2 separate regions of the Mus musculus genome follow, and region 2 is linked to region 1. A link is a contact called in public promoter capture Hi-C data. All regions are on one chromosome and are shown on one strand. Each heading gives the region's core, a stretch centred on a gene start, on an enhancer-like site or on the middle of the called end of the contact. The rest is flanking DNA. Distances are from core to core; before and after follow the strand shown. Region 1 overlaps Hlcs (holocarboxylase synthetase (biotin- [propriony-Coenzyme A-carboxylase (ATP-hydrolysing)] ligase)). Region 2 overlaps Ttc3 (tetratricopeptide repeat domain 3).

The links. Capture Hi-C pulls out chosen DNA fragments and counts their contacts.
Region 2: a promoter capture Hi-C map of pancreatic islet shows a contact between it and region 1. The contact joins two enhancer-like sites. A contact is called at or near these places in 4 of 39 promoter capture datasets (hippocampal neurons, liver and pre-B cells), 3 of 15 datasets of contacts at CTCF or cohesin (the NIH/3T3 cell line, large pre-B cells and pro-B cells), 36 of 484 Hi-C or Micro-C datasets (B cells, the Ba/F3 cell line, the C10 cell line and 25 more) and 4 of 9 other capture datasets (adipose tissue, embryonic stem cells, liver and 1 more).

The regions. Positions count from the first base shown.
Region 1 is chr16:94,271,563-94,274,262 of GRCm38.p6, reverse strand. All of the region lies in intron 2 of Hlcs (holocarboxylase synthetase (biotin- [propriony-Coenzyme A-carboxylase (ATP-hydrolysing)] ligase)), which reads left to right. Among named protein-coding and RNA genes, the nearest start is that of Hlcs, 17 kb to the left of the region's middle. Within about 2 kb of position 1,377, at least 2 of the 459 cell types and tissues checked have an H3K27ac peak or open chromatin away from gene starts, as enhancers often do. A contact at or near this core is called in pancreatic islet, where this site is marked.
Region 2 is chr16:94,450,497-94,453,196 of GRCm38.p6, reverse strand. It overlaps Ttc3 (tetratricopeptide repeat domain 3), which reads right to left. Exons shown (of 46, transcript NM_009441.2): 36 at 2,038-2,177; 37 at 165-233. Among named protein-coding and RNA genes, the nearest start is that of Gm23692, 23 kb to the right of the region's middle. Within about 2 kb of position 1,321, at least 31 of the 459 cell types and tissues checked have an H3K27ac peak or open chromatin away from gene starts, as enhancers often do. A contact at or near this core is called in pancreatic islet, where this site is marked.

The DNA of each region.
Region 1 (2,700 bases), core at 128-2,627:
CACATCTGAAGCGTCCTGTTTGCCTTTACCGGCTGGAAGGTGACCCCACCCCTGTGGGGTGTCAGTGGATACTCCGGTATTCACTTTGATCGGAGCCCCTGCACTGCTTGGAGGAGTTTCCACGGTCCGAGGCTCCCGGACCTCGTTCTTAGAGAAAGGAAGTGCACTTAGGTGAGAAACTCGATCAGGGGTGTGTCTGTGTTGTTCCGTGGCCTTTTCCTGTCCTCGAACTTCCTTTGTTTCTTCAATGGTGTGTGGGGATTTAACCATTGGCTCCTCTGCCCTGGAGCAGGTGCTGTGTGCAGCCGTGGCCTCTCTCAGGAGCCAGGCCTACTTTGCTCTGCTCCTTTGCTTGGCTCCACTTACCTTCATCTGGAAAGCCCACCCCTGCATTAGTATCTCCTCTGAGCACAGCCCTGTCCCATTGCTGTGCACGTGCACGGCCCCAGCACACTGTCTGTTACACGCTTCAGCTGGCTGCCCGGCGTTCAAGTCAGCAGGGTTTTACATATTTTTATTTATTTATTTCTTCTTTCTCTCTCTCCTGTTTGTGTGTCTGCATGCACACACACTCACAAGAGCAGTTTTTGAAAACAAGGTCTCCCTCTGTAGCCCAAGAAAGCCTTGAACACAGGGCAATCCCCTGCCTCAGAGTGCCGAGTATTGGGATTTCAGACGTGAGCCATTGTGTCCAACTAAGACGTCAGTTTTGAAGCATGGAACTGAACACTGCTCAGCTTGACCGGAGGGCACTGTGCATGGGCTCCATGTGTGATGAGGTCGGGGGAGGCTCTGAGTTTGCCTAGAAGAAGATCCTTCGGTTTCTCTTTCTGTGTGTGTTCTGTCAGTTTCTGACCACAGGGTCCTGTATTTATCACTGTTCCTCCTCAAAGGTTTATTTATTTATATGCGCACACTGTAGCTGTCTTCAGACACACCGGAAGAGGGCATCAGATCTCATCACAGATGGTTGTGAGCCACCATGTGGTTGCTGGGAATTGAACTCAGGACCTCTGGAAGAGCAGTCAGTGCTTTTAACTGCTGAGCCATCTCTCAGCCCCGACTCCTTACTTTATGTACCTGATATGTTTTGTAAAACCGTTGGCATAATGTGGCTGGAGAGGGTGCCTTAGTGGGTCCATGCTGAGGCAGCCCTTCCTGAGGTACCCCACACAGGTCTAGGATAAAATGAAGTTTATTTTGGGGCGTGAGAAGCAGGGGGAGAAGGGAGTGTGGGAAAGAAAGGGACAGGGAGGGACGGAAAGAGAAAGGAGAGTGAAGAAGGGAACAGGCCAGCTGGGATCCTGTGGAGAGGGCCGTGGAGAGGACAGGAGAGAGAGAGAGTCCAGAGAGAGGGAAAGGGGTCAGAGAGAGAGGCCAGGGAGGCCAAGCAATCCTTTTATAGCAAGCCAGGCTTGTACCTGGCTGTTGCTAAGTAACTGTTGGGCCGCACCTAGAAGAAATGCTAACACCACCTCTGTGTTTTGTGCGTGAGAAATTGCTCTGAGGACGAGACATTTTGGGATAATCACCTGGCTCTTTAAGGAGCCTCCGATTTAAATCTTCCATGGAGCCGATCTTGTCAGTTCAAGACCAGTGAAGCTCAGATCAGTCAGCCCCAGGGTTCAAGTGCAGTCTCTTGCTGACTGACGAGGTTGTCTTAGAAGAGTGTGGAGACTAGCCAACGGCTTCGTTCTTCATGGGAAGATTGGAGTCGGGGATTGCAGAGATGGCTCCGTGGTTAAAAGCTCTTGGTGCTCCAGCACAGGGTGGAAGTTGGGCTCACAGCACCTAAGTAGGGCAGCGTACAACCACTTGTAACTTCAGCTCCAGGGAGCTCTGATACTCTCTTCTGCTCTCTGCAGGCAGCAGTGCACATACACATATACACACACAGATCTTTTGAAAAGTTGCTAGGCAATTTACATGTTGTAAGACTCATCCTTCTACTGTGTACAAGCCAGTTAAACAGTTTCTGGTGCATGCCCAGCATTTTACAGTTATCAATCCTCCCCTCAGAAACTGTCTTCCCTTCAGCTGTCACAATTGTTCCCATCACTAGTCTATGTTCTGCTTGTGGATCTATCTACTTTAGATATGCTGCATACATATACATACATATCATACATACATATAGTACATACATACAGATCATACATGCATATCATACATGCATACATATACATACAGATCATACCTACCACCATATCATACCATACATATATACATATATATACACATATATATCATAGATATATATGTATCATACATACATGCATACATATAATACATGCATGCATACACACAATACACACATATCACACATACATAACATATACACATGAATATATATACCTATATATACATACATATCATAGATACATATGTATCATACAAACATACAATACATACATATCATACATACATATGCATAATACACACATACATACCATACACACATACATATACATACATATAGATACATACACATACATATCATACATACATATAGTACATACATACATATCATACATACATATCATACATGCATACATATACATACATATCATACCTACCATCATATCATACCATACATACATATATATATACATATACATACATATCATAGATATATGTATCATACATACATGCATACATATAATACATGCATGCATACATACAATACATACATATCACACA
Region 2 (2,700 bases), core at 72-2,571, 180 kb before region 1:
AGTAGTTAAGTCTAGGCATTTTTATACTGACAATGGGAAATAAAGAGTAGAGACCTGAAATATATACATATTCAAGTCTTCAGAAGTGTCTAAGAGAAACAAATAAACAACAATATACTTAGAAGTCTAGTGAGACCGACTAAGAATAATTAAAGCTTAGTTGCCTGAATCCAAGGGACTGGTCCGGATGTGGTTCACATTCCTTATCGAATCCATCATTTTTCTGGGCAGGCCTGTAAAAGCAGTCACACACGCTTCATTACCTCTCAGGTTTTTTACTACAACTTCACACAGTAAACTGCACCCATGCTCACAGAAGCACCCTGTGAACTTAGACCATCCCTTTAGAGCAAGTTTTACTTATTGTTTCCATGAAACTACTTGTATGTAATCAAATGACATAATTCTGGTGATGCTGTCACATACTGTTAACCTTCAGGAGAACAGTTACATATAGGGCCACTGGCGATGACAGAAGCATGGTTCAGCCAGGCTCCCAGTCCAGATTGCTAGATCATCAGCAAACACAACAGCTGGTAAGTTCCTGAGCTTGGTGTCTTGCTACAGCAGCAGAAACTAAACTAAGGGATCGTATAGAAGTGTGCTGAACAGCAGGAGTTTAGGAATGGGTCACAGAGAGTCAGGGCTTGTTCTAGATTATTTTCTGTTGCTGTGTATGGAGGCTTGAGGCCCCCATAGACTCATTTGATTGTATGGTCACCAGGAAGTGGAACTATTTCAAAGAATCACAAGGGTTAAAAGGCATGGCCTTGAATAGGTGTGGCCTTGCTGGAGGAACTGCGTCACTGGAGGTAGGCTTTAAGGTTTTTGAAAACTCATGCCAGGCCCAGATGTCTCCTTTTCCTCCCATGGATCAGGATGCAGCTCTCAGTACTGCTCTCAGCACCCACCTCCCCGTGCTCCCCACCATGCTAACACTGGACCATGCCTCTGACACAGAAAGCACACCCCAATTAAACACTTTCTTTTGTAAGAGTTGCTGTGGTCAAGGTCTCTTCAGAGCAATACAACAGTGACTACAACACTGAGATATACGTCATAACTGAACCAAACTTAGGGCAAAGGGTTTGTGTCAGCTCCCACTTCTAAGTAGGAGGCCATCACAGAGGGAAGTCAAGGCAGGGCCTCAAGCATGAGCAGACAGACACACGGAGAGCTGCTTGCTGCCTCACTCTCCGGCTCACCACATCGCTGGCTCACACTGAGCTATAGATTTCTTACACAGTCCAGGCCCATGCACTTAGGGATGGTACCGCTCAGTACAGGGTGGGAAGGCAGTCACTAACCAAGACAATTCCTCATAGACATGGGACACAGGTCACTCTGATCTAAGCAATGGACAATACTCTGAGACTGCCTCAGATAAAGCCTCTGTGACAATTATGCCCAAGACCTGCAGTTACTAACAAACCCTGCATATCACAAGACCAAATGCTAACAATCTCAAGATTTATGGTTAATCATTACCCCTGAGCCTTCATGTTGGACACAACTTTACATGTAGACTTACCCCCTCTGTGGTCGGTAAAAAGAAAAGCTAACGTTCACAGTAACGCTCCCCCGAACAGCAGCTGGGCCTTTAAAGACTTGGTTTTAGGCTACTCTCACTTTTATGCAATTTACCTGAAAACATGCCAGCTCAGACAAATTTCTCGGTGAGAGAACTTTTCAACTAATGTTTTTTAAATGATATAAAACTACTGTGAAAGTAGTATCTACAAAGGTCTTTTAAAAATGATTTATTTATTCTTATTTTATGCGCACTGGTGTGTTGTCTGCAGTGTGAAGGTGTCAAATTGCTTGAAGCTGGGTTACAGACAGTTGTGAGCTGCCACATGGCTGCTGGGGACTGAACTTGGACCCTCAGGAGGAGCATCCAATGCTCTTAACACCGAGTCATCTCTCCAGCCCCTATAAAGGTCTATACTTATGAAATTCAACACGAAGAAGAAATGACAAGAATCAGAAACGTCAGGATATTAAAATAATGTCAGCCGTCTTTTAACTGTTACTTACATTTCACTGGTATTGATAACCTTTTTAATTTTTTTCTTCAGGGCTTTTAATCTTTCTTGGATTTCTTTTTTCTCTTGTTGCCACTTTTTAATCTCTCTGTCCAAATCTTGGAGGAACCAGTCTAATTCCGTCTTTGAGATCTAGAAGCATTTTAGAAAATATATGAATAATCATGGCAATACTTTCTAGAGAGGAAAAGAACCTGACGGTGTCTCAGCATACGCAGCAGCTCAAGTCCAGGGAGCGGCGTCCTCACAGCACAGCCACAGGCGACCACATGCACTCCCTGCAGGAAGGTACTCAGAAGAACTCTGTACCACACGCTTCAGCCTACACAGTTACCTACCTACAAGAAGCCTGCATATGTTTTAGCTGGCAAGCCCAGTAGGTTTTGTTTCTAGAAATACAAATAAGATGCCCGTGGCTGGCCATTAAAGGCATCTGGATTGACCACCTGCCTGAATTTCAGGCAGTGTGGCAGAGACACACCGGAGGCAATGCTGGTTCCCTTCCTGGAGGGCGAGGGTCAGCGCCACTCCCAGACCCCAGCTCCTTAAGTAACTGCTGGTTTTGAGATATGTGAACATGGAAATGTTAAATAGTGTCCAGTCTCAAATTCCACAACTACCAATACATGCTTAATAAAACTCTGTACTCCTATTT